Linked DNA regions of Mus musculus: region 2 is linked to region 1. Evidence: chromatin contacts called from public Hi-C data. All regions are on one chromosome and are shown on one strand. The core of a region is the stretch at or near the end of the contact, and the rest is flanking DNA. Distances in the headings are between cores, read along the strand shown.

Region 1 (6,976 bases), core at 1,589-4,088:
AATGACCGTAAGACATTTGAGCTAATGCTAATGGTCAGAGGAGTTGGCATATGGGCAAGAAAATATGCGAAACATGATACTGACGAGTGATTGTTTCTCCACAGAGCAGCAGCCATCAGTGAGACTGTGAAATGAAACACCTTTTAACTCGATTTTTAACATTGCTGTCTCTATTTCTGCACAAGTGTTCTACAGCCATTTCCAGACATCCCCACCCTCCAGGCCCAAGTATCTCCCACAACATGGGAATGTTACAGGTTGGATATACTACTGTGGCTCTTAGGATTGCCTCGGATTTATCTTTTTATCATGTATGTAACCTGATTCGCTGTTAACATACACCCTACCCCTCACTTTTAAGGGCTTCGGGAATATATTTGCATTTATTGAGTGCCCATGTATACCGTGTTGACAAGATGACCAACATCACCATCTCTGAAGACCTTCCAATCCAAATCCAATGCAAGGTGTTGGTACTCTCCAGACCCTGAGGACCACAAATGAAAGTGTGAGGGCCTAGATGGCCAGCCCTCAGTGCTTGGAAGACAGCACCAGAGAACTTCATGGGACAGAAATGTCACCCATGCTCCCTGAGCCCCCAGACCACTCACTGCCTCTCCCCAAAGCCTTCCTCTTCTCCACTTTGAAGTTGTGGTAAAAAGCCCCCCCCCCCCCAACTCTGCCCTAGTAACCAGGCCTCTGTCCAAAAAAGTCTTGGCAGCATCGTGCCTCCATCCTCAGTCAGGCTTACCCTTGGCAGCATCACACCGCGCCATGCCAGAGGCCATATGGTGGGACAGCTGAGGCTGGGTGACGCAGGACAGCATCTCTTGCCAATCCACGTCAGCCCCAGTCATGGGTACACTGTGGCATTTAAACTGCAGCAAGGGACCTTTGATTTGGAGGGGGAGGCTAAAAGGGAGCCTGTAACATGTTCAGAACACCTACGTGAAGGGTGAGCAGGAGTCCAGGACCTGGGGGTGGGCACAGCCATCACTATCTGTCAATCACCCTTCTGGAGAGAAACCAGGCCACCCAAGTAGACAAGGTGAATGTGGGCTCTCAGAGCTTGAAACTCAAGACAACACTCTCCATCACCAGAGTTAGAATGTTTAATGGAAGGAGAAAAGAAATGAGTAGGGAAGAAAGAAAGCACAGGTCCCAAGCTCTCTCAGGTACCTACTGCTCAGGGCTTAGGGACTGAGTTTCTCTTCCCCTCCCCCAGGCAATACAGCAATGAATAAATTCCAACACATCCATAAATTCCACACAAGAGATACTCATGGATCTAAAAGTCATATTTCCAGCCTCTCTGTCTTTCCAGGTCACAGAAAATGGAGTGAAACAAAATTTGCCGAACAAGCAATAGAAAGAGCTCATGGCCCCTGCCTCAGAATCATCCAACCCCACAACTGCTGTTACTACTTCAAAGACATTTCATTCGCTCTGGGTCTATTCTGAATATTGTAGACCTCACTCCTACCCCTGAAGGCAATATTTCAAAAGGAAAAGTACTTAGCAATGAAGGCAATGTGCACATATGTCTTGCCATATATTCAACTGAAATGGATTTAAAAAAAAAAAAAACTTGGGAGATGTGAGTGTGGATTGAATATTAAATATTCAAATAATACTTAGACACTCTTGTTGGACTTGTTAGTTGTGGTCATGGCTTTGTGGTTATGCAAAAAAAAAAGTGTCCCATTTGTGGGAAATACTTGGGAGGGGAGGGTGGGGATGTCTGGAAATGGCTGTAGAACACTTGTGAAGAAATAAGAGACAGCAGTGTTAAAGGTCCAATTGATGGGAATCCTGAGTTTATTGTTCAATTCTCCTTGCTTTTATAGGTATGAACATTTAAACTAGAAAAGTGGGGTGGATCAGCAGTTAAGAGCATAGGCTACTTTTCAAGAAGACCCATTTTTGAGTGCCAGCACCCTAGGACTGGCTACAACTCCAGTCCTAAGGGATCCAACACCCTCTTCTAGCTTTCGGAGCCCTGCATGAACATGATGTGCAGACACACATGCGGCCCAAACAGCCAGACACATAAATGAAAGCAAAGGTTTTAATTGAAGCTCTAGGTAGGGGGAAAGTCCTAGCAACCCATCACCCGGGAGAGAGAGGCAGTGGGGTATAAAGGAACCGTCTGTGAGTGTAAAATGTACAACTCAGTCAGGTTGGCTCAGCCTCATGGTGGTCTCGGGGCACCCTAAAGCACAGCTAACCATGATCACAACAGCCATGATGATGACTTTATGTGAAGAAGACACAAACCCTCCTTTTGTTTATTAAGATTTCAGTAAATCGATTCCATCTGAAAACGTGGCCAGAAACGTCTCCATGTCTAGTCTCAGTTTGGTGACGTGATGTAAGCATCTTTGTAGAACCTCTCTAGCACACTGGTTGTCCTCATGTGATCGATCATTCCTGGACCCATATCTCCCGGTATGGAAATATCAAGCTCCGACCCAGACCTAAGTCAGAAACTCTGGGGTGGGTGGGACGCAGAAGTCTGTCTTAATTACCTTTGTTGTGATTCTGGGCTCACCGGTCCCCGTGGTGCCAGGTGACCCAGACATGACTCAGTGCCTAACATACAAATGGCAGAGGTATATACATCCCATATGGAGCTCAGATAAATTTAGCCCTACAATCTTTGCCTTAGCCAGGAAAGCTGGTGGAGGAAGAAAGGGAAAAGCTACAACCCTGGTTAAACATGTATGCCCTCGGGGAGCACCCATAAACCTTCAGGACCCTCCTCTTAAACCTATGCTCCAAGAAGCCCTGTAAACAACAGGAGCCCCGCCTGCTGTTCAAAGGATACAAGCACTGCTAGACTAGATGGGATCATAAATGGCTTACATAACCCACTAAGTCCCTGCTCTTCAGTACACCCCACAGGCCTCTCCCTTTCCCTCGGCTGCCTGGCAGCTTCTGCAGGCCTGTGGAGGTGCAGGGAGGTACCTGGGTCAGGGTGACTTGACCGCCTGCCTGAGCGCTATGAAAGATAATATGCCTGCAGGTGCAGGAGGAGAGGGGAGGGCCTGCAGAAAAGCCAGTCCTCGCTTTGGTGTTTAATTCCTAAAAAAAAAAAAAAAAAAATCACAGAATGTTCTTGATGAATAATGGAGATTACTGAAACCAGCTCTTGGATTCACAGATTGAAAAAAAAATCAGGCCCAAAGAGGCGATGTGATTGTTTTGACAGCGCACAATCTATGGGGGCAAGATCCCAGCTCCCCTGGGTTTCCATGTTGGAGATGGGCCACAAAATATGACGAGAGGTACAGGTGGGCTGTCTCCATGCAAATGGGAAAGAAGATGAGGAGAAAACCTCTAACAGAGAGTTACGACCCTCCAGCTAGTAGATACTCTAATCACAAGCCTCGTGGCTTTGGATAAATTAACTTCTCCAAGCCTCTCTTTCCTGTTTGATAGCATGGAGACAATACCATCTGCCTCACAATAGGAATGGTAGAACCTGGGTGAAGCTGGGTGAAGAGATGGCGGACGGCAACCACTCAGTAAACACTAGTTGTTGCATCAGAGAGAGACGTGTTTCAGTGCTCGCAGTGGTTGGTCTGGAGGGAGGAGGGAGAAGAACATCCAGAGGTTAATAAAAGGAGATTTTCACTCCTTTGTATTGTCAAAAACGTTGTTTTGGTGAAGTTTCAAGTCAATTACATTCATCAGGGAGGAATTAATCAAATTCTGTCTCACCAACCGAGTGTTAAGTGCTGTGGAAGAGCCTCCTTCGGAGAACTGTCTTCTTTGATGTGATTAGAGGAGCCCAGTGCTACACGCAGCAACTGTTTAGAAATCCAATTAGTAGTGGATGGCAAGTGAGATTTTATATATGGTATCAGTATACATAAGTGAAATAGAAAAGTATTATGGTATCTAATAATACGTATACGATATTGCATAGGTGGATAGCATTTGATTTCAATTTCATAAATACTAGGAAAGCTTTTCCCAGGTCGGGTGATAAATAGGGCTCTATAGAGGTTAAAGAGGCATAGGGCGCCCACAAGGAATTTGCAGCCTAGTTAGGAAAGCAGATGTGTGTAAATGGTCCTGATAGGATATGAGGATGGTAAACTCTGCACAATTATCAGACATCACCCACAGACATCAGATATTACCATGGATGACGTACTATCTCCAACATGTACTTCATGAGTTACAGCAGGTGAAAACCTCAGGGGAAGGGACAGGAAGGGACAGGAAGGGATGGGATGGGAAGGGACGGGGAGCTGAGCTCTGCCTGACGCTGTTGAGTGGGAGTTCATTCCCAACAGAGAAGCACCTGAGCTATGACACAGAGGTTGGATGGAGTTGGGAAGCAGCACAGGGGACCCAGGCACCACCAAGGAGGACTTGGAATTCACACGGGAGGAGCAGGATGAACATCGGAAGGGAAACCAAAGAGGAAGGCGAGAGACATGCAGAACGCCTCAGTGCCCAGTTAAAGACTCAGAACTCTCTGCCCTAGGAATGAGGAGCTGCGGATGTTTCTAGAAGGAAGGAGTAATTTTGTCAGTGCTGATGTGGTGGGGATATTCAGGCCTACCTCTGATGGAAGATGGGACGGAGAAAGACAACTGAAGGCTCTCCATGATTACCTTGTGAACGGAATGGGCTCAGCCTACATATCGGCATCAGATACTCAGCAAGAGCAGGGCTTTAATCCACACTGGGTAACTCCCATAGGCAATAGTTCTCGATACTTTCACTGTATTCCTACTTAATTTTCAGAATTACACATGCATCCCTATGCTACAGAGCAAATGAACCAAGGCAAAAAGATAATAACTTGCCCAAGGACCCAAACAAGGTACCCCTCCCTCTCCCAAGAGTCCAGGACGAGCAAAGGTGACACATAATTGCCCAGTAACTGCCCAGCTCACTGTCTCCGACCCCAAAATCCTGATTCCTCTTGGGACTCACTCTCAAGACTGAAGTACTGCCCTCCTGCTAAGGCTCACGGGGCAGTGGATTTTATGAGTCCATCTGCACGAGAACTGAGACCCCGTAAACAGAAAGCAGGACAGTAAGCCAAGTAAGTTTTCTAAGAGCTGGGGAAGGGAGAGATGGGAGCGGCTGCCTGATGAGTGTAGCCTTTCCTTTTGGGGTTGATAAAATATCCTGAGGCCAGACAACAGTGAGGTTTATAAAATATCTCTAGCATATGCCTAATAACCCTTAGGCATAGGGCCAAGGAGTCGCTGAAGATAATATATTAGCCACCATGAAGCTTAAGGGTATTGAAAAGTCAGCCACACTAGGACGACTCAGGCTTTAGGCAAGTATAGTTTCCTGTGATACGGAAGATGTGTTCCTCCCAAAAAAGGCCTATCCTTTCACACGAGTCCTGACCTCTGGGAATGTCTATGGAGGATGCTTGGGGGAGCTGTCAAAAGCACTTCTCCTGCTTTCTGTGATGAACCTGTGTCCCATTTTCTAATGACAGGGAGGCTCAATGCATCATGGGAGAGCAAAGTAGGGCATCATGGCATCCCATGGAGTCCAGATGCCATGGCCCTGGAGCTGAAACTCAAGAGGACCTGCTTTGCCTCATCATGAGTGACACCCCCACCTTACAGCATTTTCACAAAAAGATCAGGAAAATTAAAGTGTTCAAAAGCTACTCATTATGTAGTGTTCATTATATGTGCCACAATTTTTAAAACAGGCAATTCACGGTGTTTGAATGTCATTCCATGCCTCTCTTCAAAGCAAATAATAGCCTCTTAGTTCATGTTGGGCACCCATCCAAGTAGCTGGGCCACGTCTTGTATCAGAATGCATCCATGGACGGAGAGCCACATACTTCAGACGATCATTCAATTCCCGAGTAAACGAAGACGCAGGGGCTACAACAACTCATGACCCAGAGATCACTGTGAGATTTACAGCCCATTTCTTTCATAAATATACTTTCTCATCAACGGCTGTCTCCCCTCCTCCTGGCCGACACGAAGGCTTGCCTGCCTGGCCCGACTTCTGTGGAATCAAGTTGATGAATGTGGATGTGTTTTTCTGAGAAGACCTGAGCTAGTGAGAGGAGAGGAGAGGAGAGGAGAGGAGAGGAGAGGAGAGGAGAGGAGAGGAGAGGAGAGGAGAGGAGAGGAAAGATGATAAGAATAAAGACACACGAGAGCTGGACAAAGGCTCCTCCCTTAGAAAGGGGCATTTAGTAGTAGAGGATGCTGCTGCAGTTGTTAGCCAGGCGCAGGATAAGAACAAGCAGAAATTTCCCCTGTACTCTCTCATTGTGGTGGTTTGAAAATGCTGGGCCCACAGGAAGTGACACGATTAAGAGGTGTGGCCTTGTTAGAGTAGGTGTGGCCTGGTTGGAGAAAGTGTGTAACTGGTGGGGGGGGGGGGCTTTGAGGCCTTCCTTCTAGCTTCCTGGAAGTCAGTCGTCTCCTAGCTGCCTTCGGAACAAGAGGTAGAATGATCAGCTCCTGCAGCGCCATGCCTGCCTGGATGCTGCGATGCTCCCACCTTGATGGTAATGGACTGAACCTCTGACCCTGTAAGCCAGCCTCAGTTAAAAGTGGCCCCTTATAAGAGTTGCCTTGGACATGGTGTCTGCTCACAGCAATGAAACCCTACCTAAGACCCTCATGCAGCCTGCGGGGCCCGCAGGCAGTGTGGAGAGGCAGAGTCTCACACACCCTGGTTCTGCCATTTGCTAGGCTTCAGGGACCTTGGTAAATCAGCTGCTTTCTCTGAGCCTTGGTCGTCCATAAAACAGAAGTGATTCCACACACCTTCCAGAGCTGTTGTCAACCTTGCAGGACAATGGGAATAGAAAATAACCTGACACCTAGCTATAGATTAAAAAATAAATAAATCCTTCCCGATTTCCTGCCAGCAGGCCTCTTCAGCATTAGCTGCAGATGCAGCGCTCAGTCAGTAATTATTAATGAATCCCACACCACAAGCTGTTGCAAACCAATGTTCT
Region 2 (6,976 bases), core at 2,072-4,571, 200 kb before region 1:
CTTGCCTGGAACAGAACCAACAGGACCACTGGCCAGTGCTGGGCACTGCTGTCACTGCTCGCTGCAGGACCAGCCCCGAAGCATACAGGGGCAGTTCTCCAAGCAGGTTGTAGGGGTTTCTTTCTCAGCTGCCTCTGCTGACTCCCCCTTTTTTGCAATATAATTGAAGTGGATGTCAGGAGATAGGCCAATATCTTTTGCCTTTGTTGCAAACTTGAAATTTCTGCCCAAGTCATTAATCTCTTTCAGTTTCTGTTTTTTGTTGGCTTGTTTGGTTTTGTTTTTGTGTTTTGTGTTGCATTGTTTTGATTTTTAATCTGTCAAGGGAGAGAGAAGCCATGGCCAGCTCCAACACTGGTCTGGAAGGAACAGGGCTCTGATTCTTAGTCTTATTAATCCGACTGGCCCTGGAGTCACCTAGGGACACATCTATCTCTAGATGTCCAGTGAGTCTGAGGTAGCACGACTCACAGTGAGCATAGATGACACCACCCCAGAGGCTAGGATCCAAGATCAATAAAAAAGAACAGGTAATCTGACCACAGACATTCAATGCTGACTCTTGACTGTGGATACAACGTAACCAGTGTGGATACAATGTAACCAGTGTGGATACAATGTAGCCAGTGTGGATACACTGTAACCAATGTGGATACTATGTAGCCAGTGTGGATACAATGTAGCCAGCCCATGCAGCCGAGCACCGTCTTCCCACGGTGATAGCATGTTTCCCTCTTAAACTTTGAGCTAAATAAAACAGCACTAAGTTACATGGTCCAGTGTTAGTCAACCTGGGCCTGGGGAATGCTCAACCTCTGGGAGTCCATTTAAGCTTGCCTTTCCATAGTTCCCTGGTCTGGGCAGACTGACTTGACTGGCAGTACCAACAGGAAGGCAAAAAAGCAACCACACAAAATGAAATCCTGAAGGATTTGAAAAGAGTGGCAGCTCTTATTTTACAATGAGGAAAGTGGGTGCCACTGTTCTCATGACAGGGAGTTTTAAATATTAAGTAAATATTCATGTGGCACCAAAGATATACCCTGCATATTGTACTCACACAATACACTTTTAAAAAACCCTTCATGTTCAAAACAGGAAAGAGGAAGCAGCGACTGATTTCTCAGGAGGAATCATTCAGTGCGTTATCTTCCCAGAGTCATAGCATCCATCAGAAGGTCTGCAAGGAGGCTCGGGAGGGTCTGCGTGTTTCATTAAGTGTGTAATTGAACCGGAAGAATGCTGGTGGCATTTCGAGATTAGCATCTCGAGTTTAATAGAAGCCCTTTTCATCTTCCTTTCTAAATGAGCTCCGCTGTGTTCACAGTGGAGTTCATGTGCCATCCAGTCACGGGCCAAAACTGTAGTGGTGTATGCTCTCCAGTGCACAAAGACACTGGCTGCTGATGGAGCAGAGGTTATAGCACTGGTGTAAACTGAGGCACAGCAAGTGATTGTCAGATAGAAGGGAAATGAGGCAGATGGGCCCCAGCTCCACCTGGCTAATTAAGGTGACTAGGCCCAAGCGCACTGAATAGTGCTAAGTCACAGAAGGTAGTACATTTAGGCAGGGCATTGGCTTGCCTTCCCTCTGCACTCCTCCCTCTACCTGTTCAGTTACAGGCTGTGGAATTCCTGGTATCCAGGAAAAGTCATTATCCCCAGGAGGGAGGCAAAGAATAAAACATCCCCAGGCTCCTAGCCTGGGAAATTGATCAAGTTGGACACCTGCCAAGGGAAGGGATCCAACCCCCCCAGTGTGCCACGGTGAGTCACAGAAGCTCATCTAAGGTGGCATACCTGAGCACTGGGGATGCTATACACACAGGGTCAGCGCCGGCCCTCTGCTTCCATTCTTAAAATGATAAGGCTCACTTGAGGAATGCAGTACCCGAGTTGGCAGTTGTGGGAAGAGAGGCCTAGACATCTGGTCTCTCCGCAAATAACTCCCAAGCCTTTCAAAGCAGCAGGTATCACAACCCAAAAGGTTACAAGGTTACCACCCTGTTGCAAGTTTCCCATCCCACGCTGTCAACACCAGCTATTCCAAGGTTCCCACTGCAACAGGCAGAATGCAGACAAGGCTTAATCCCTCTCTCATCCAGGTTAGCCCCTTTCTGCCTCTCTGTGGATTCACAGAGCCTTTTAAAATTAAGTGCCTGCCCCGACTCCCCATACCACAATGAATTAACTCTTTGGTTTTCCTTGGGATACTTCTTTGCTAAGGCAATTTTTGAAGTCTAACTAATTTTAAAATTAAAAAGTCATCGTTGGGTGTAATGAAAAACTGGCACATGACCTGAGACAGGGGAATCAGTGTGAGCTCAGGGCTGGCCTGAGAAACAGTGAGGGTCTTCCCCACTCCCATCCCACCCCCAATTAAAAAAATAAAATAAAAACAGTATGGCCTCTTCAAAATTGTTGTGGAGGCAGGGCAGGGTCCCCAGAAGGTGGACAGGGTGGGATCTATTGTCAGACCTACCAAGGAAGAGCAATCTTAGAAGTCCGAAGATTAAAGGAAGAACAATAGAAGCAGCAGAATTAAGGTAAGACAAGGGCTTGGAGGAAGAGAAGCAAGGAGTAGAGAAAAGTTCTGGTAATTGCTGTCTCACTGAGCAGAGGACCTTCCAACCCTGCTTCCCACAGAAAACCCAGCTCAGGGCTACCCACACAAGCACCGTGGCAGCCTGGCAGCCTAGCAGATGCCAGGGATGCTGTCAGCACAGTCTGCCCTTCTCCAGCCCTCTCAGTCCTGAGGCTCCAAGCACTGAAGTTATCATTTCTGCTCCACACTGCTAGCCCCTGGTTAGGGAAGCGCAGATCCAATCTGTGCCTGTAACATTGTGACTGAGGGGTGACAGCCCCTGGTTAGGGAAGCGCAGATCCGATCTGTGCCTGTAACATTGTGACTGAGGGGTGAGAGCCTCGTGAGCTCCTCTTTTGTTCTTTCAAATCTCCTGCTTGAGAAAACAAGGTAGTGCCTCTCCCCTCCTCCATGTTGTCCCTGTATGGTCTCGCAGGAGGGCAGGGTGACCCTGTTCCTCTTGCACCAAGGCACTTGGTGCCTTTAAAAACTCAAAATCCTTTCCCCTGGTCTGTGGCTGAGGAGGACTCTGGGTAATTTCTGCATGAGAGCTAGTGAAACTTGACATGTCACTGACCAGAAGGTCTTAGGGGATGATTCTCAGCCTCTTCTTTGCTGCCCTGGGGAATAAAAATGCCTCTTTTCACTCTGGAAAGTTTTTCATAAGGTAGACTAAGCCATCTGACTTCTGCATATTTATTCAAATAATATGAGAAAGGCTACGTCACCCCAAACTCTGTGTGCAGCTATTTATAGCAGCTTTATGTATAATCACCAAGAACTGAAACACCGACAAGCTCTCAGCGAAGGACCGGTGTCCACTGGAGAATTGGAATCCACCCAGCACAGCAGAAAGAACTGATAAGGAGGAGCAGAAACAAAAAAACGTGGACGCCCCCCAGATGCTGAAGTGGCGGAGTCAAAGGTCGCACACAGACTTCCAGTGCCATGGAATTGAGATTCCGGAGGAGGGGAAGTGACAGGCACTGCAAGGTCCACCAGGCACTGATGGTGGGCAGGGGGCTTGACCATGAAAAGGAATGCTTAAAGTGTCCCATGGTCTGTGGTAGCTTCCATGGCTACACATTTGTCAAAACACAGAACTAACTTGCCAGAAAGGGTGAATTTCACTGTATGTGAGTCGGTGCTCCATTTAAAAGAGGGAAGACGACGGTAGAACAACAAAGGAAGGAGGGCTACTTCCCTCCTCTGTCCGTCTGTGTCAGGAGCTGCTACCGATGGGAAGAGCTGCAAGGGGACTGGGGGACAAACATCCGAAGCACGGACACTGCCTGCCACTGAGCACCACAGATTAGCCTGCCAGCCAGAGCTGGGCAGAGGCTGCCAGGCCCATTTTCCTCCCTGACTGGCTTCTTCCTGTGGGTCCTGCTCACCCCTCACTTCTGTGTGTTCCCTCAAGTGCCATCTTGGGAGTCTTGGTGCTTTGTGCTCCCTCCCAGCCTCCCTCTCTCTCTCTCTCTCTCTCTCTCTCTCTCTCTCTCTCTCTCTCTCTCTCTCTCTCTCCCTCCCTCCCCCCCTCCCTCCCTCTCTCTCTCTCAATCCTTCCCTGCTTGAAACTCTTCCCACCCTCTAACAGGTTTCTCTTCCACAGGACATTTTCTCATCCGAGTGGACTTTGAACTTCCAGAGAGCCCTAGAGGCTTTACTGTTCACCCAGCAGACATGATCTACACACCACGTGGTCTATAGGTGCTGCCTGCTCTCCGCTCAGAGGGGTGGCTCGTTACTTCTGGGGAGAAAAAAAAAACTCTTAAGATTTCTTTTGCGTCCTTTCCCCATCCCCACCCTAACGCCCTCGTTCATATTAGTAGTTCTAATCATTGTTAATTGAATAAAACACCCAAGTATTGACGATAATAGGCAAAGAACATTGTAATCCGTCTACTTAGGGCTCAAAATTACTATGCAGTTTTGCCTTCCTTTCAACTCGATTGAAATGTCTTTTCACAGAATAAAAGCCATCCATGGTTCTAAAGAACCTAATAACCCACGAAGGGCCCGCGATGGCACAGTTAATGCGCGTGCTCCCCGGCACGCCATTGTTTCCACGTGTAAGAGTTCTTTCCCGCTATAGCACACTGAGATGTTACCACGCCCTGTTATTTCTTAATCCCACTCAAACAAATTATATGCATTTCTTTTCTCTCCTACAAGTCTTGGCCATGGATCTCGAGCTAATGTTTACCCTTTATGGGTGTTTCCCATTTCCAAGAATGCCTATGCTTCAACTAGCTTGGCCAGCCTAATTAGCCTTTTAATCCTGCAGAGCGGAGCTACACAAAGGGAGGTCACCTGCAGGGAAGCCTGTGTGCAGGCTCATGTCACATCTTATTACACATGTTTGGGTTGTTGTCACAGTAAAGGCTACGTGGACAACTCGATATTGACAAAGCATTACTTGGTTCCAAGGGTATTATATTTTCTTCAGAAATTCCTAACAGCATATAAAGTCTTTTTGCCTTAGGACTGAGTTTTCATTGGTAGGGAAACCATTAGTGTTTGTCTCCTGTACACACATACAGCCCCTTCTGGTACCACCATGGAGGTATGTCAGGGACGGTCTGTGAGTCAAACTGTCTGTTTCTCAGTCCAGAATCACTGGGGACACACAGTGGACAACCTGTGTGTTCCTAAACTCCTTCCACACGGGAGCGAGACACCAACAAAGGGTGGAGAGCTGAGGTCATTTCCCAGACTGGTATGCACACTCAAGGCAAGCCCCCTCTAGTTAGAATTAAATGTGTATCTCAGCAGATGGAGGAAATGGAGGAAATGTGACAGACACTCAAATGTGACTGGAGAAATCACACACACGTGTGCCTACATACACACACTCAGACACACATACACATGTACACATGCACGCACACATACAGAGAGACACAGACACACAAATGTGCATGCATATGCACACACACACAGAGCACTAGGTCTGGGCCTTGAGCACTATGGGCCCAACAAAGCAGATAGGTGCTTGATCGATCTCAGGGCTTCTGTTCAGCAAGTCTGGTCTATGAATCTGAGAATCTGTAGTCCCGACACACTCTTAGACTATGTGGACAGACCCAGAGCTGAGAACAGTGAGCTTCTGCCGCGGGTAGTTGATGGTCTCCTGAGTCACTGGGATGGCTGGAAATGTCTTTGTTAAGCAAGGAGGAGTCATTCCAAAAGCCCCACAGTCAAGATAGCTAAGGGCGTCTCCAGGGAGACGGATGCTTGAGCATCTCCAGTAAGCATCAGGAGGGATCCCCGAGGTTAGCCTCTTGCGCGTACTAAGGAGCTGAGCTACACCGTGAGTAGGAGACTGGCAGAACACAACAAACGGCTGGCTATAAAAACTGAGCACACAAAAGGGAAAACAGCTCCAGTGAACAGAGCAGCCAGATTGGCCCTCCGCCCTCGGAGCACCTGCTGTGCACCAGACAGGCCGCCAACCACTGACTCCTTCCTTGGGCTTGCAGATGGCCAGAGGGTAACTAAATGTAGGCTGAGGCCTGGCATCTCTGCTCTCATTTGGTATCTGTCTCTGCTCTGCTTGTACACGGGTTAATCATTTACGGACTGTCTGTCTAAAAACTGATGATACCAGGCTGCTGGCCCCTAACCTCGCTGGTTCTTTTTCAAAGGCTGAAGATGTCAAAATAAGAATAGCTAAGGTTCCCAGAACAGGAAGGCTTGCAGCCCCATCACCTCACAATGAGGCTACCCTCCTCAGACCTACCGAATGGGAGGAATTGCCCGGACGGTAGCTGAGCAGCCTCTCTGACCATGAGCAGTCACGTTGTGGTGGGAGCCACCTGAATGCCACCTCTAGTGATGGTGATGTCTCAAGAGCTGGCAGAGCCCCATAGACCTGTCTAGCGATAACCATCAGAGAGTGCAGTTTGACCAACACTGTTTAACTATGTACGGACACTTCCTTTTATGTTCGAGTGTGAGGGGGTTGAGCAGAGGACAAGCACGGGTATTGGTCTTCACCTCTACCTTGCTTGAGATGGTCTTTCTTGCTCACTACTGAATCTGCCAAGTTAGCTGGATGGATGAGCTTCTGGGGACACTCCTGTCTCCTTCCAGCATGCTGTAGGAGTTCTGGGATTCCAGACGTATACGCCCAGCTCCAGTAGGGCTCTGTGGACACAGACTCAGATCTTCACACTTGGACTTTACCCCAAGTCATCTTCTGCTTCGATGTCACATATTTCCTGCCCTTCATTTTGTTCCTTCAAGGCTTAAACAGGACACTCTTGATTGTACCCCCCCCCAAACCTTCCCAGTGGGCCTGTGCTGCATAAGGGATCCCCTTCTCTTTTCTCTAGTTTTCTTTAAGTAAATGGCTAGAACTGGATTTTCAGGACTCTCTGTCAATACCAT

What was found. Hi-C and Micro-C count contacts between places; a contact is called where the count stands out from the background.
Region 2: a Hi-C map of uterus shows a contact between it and region 1, with 4 times the contacts expected there. The contact joins two enhancer-like sites. A contact is called at or near these places in 1 of 15 datasets of contacts at CTCF or cohesin (large pre-B cells), 3 of 484 Hi-C or Micro-C datasets (cerebellar granule neurons, regulatory T cells and uterus) and 1 of 9 other capture datasets (embryonic stem cells).

Annotation. Positions count from the first base shown.
Region 1 is chr17:86,260,068-86,267,043 of GRCm38.p6, reverse strand. All of the region lies in intron 1 of Prkce (protein kinase C, epsilon), which reads right to left. Among named protein-coding and RNA genes, the nearest start is that of Gm52296, 20 kb to the right of the region's middle. Within about 2 kb of position 2,838, at least 9 of the 459 cell types and tissues checked have an H3K27ac peak or open chromatin away from gene starts, as enhancers often do. A contact at or near this core is called in uterus, where this site is marked.
Region 2 is chr17:86,463,891-86,470,866 of GRCm38.p6, reverse strand. All of the region lies in intron 2 of Prkce (protein kinase C, epsilon), which reads right to left. Among named protein-coding and RNA genes, the nearest start is that of Gm30284, 22 kb to the right of the region's middle. Within about 2 kb of position 3,321, at least 33 of the 459 cell types and tissues checked have an H3K27ac peak or open chromatin away from gene starts, as enhancers often do. A contact at or near this core is called in uterus, where this site is marked.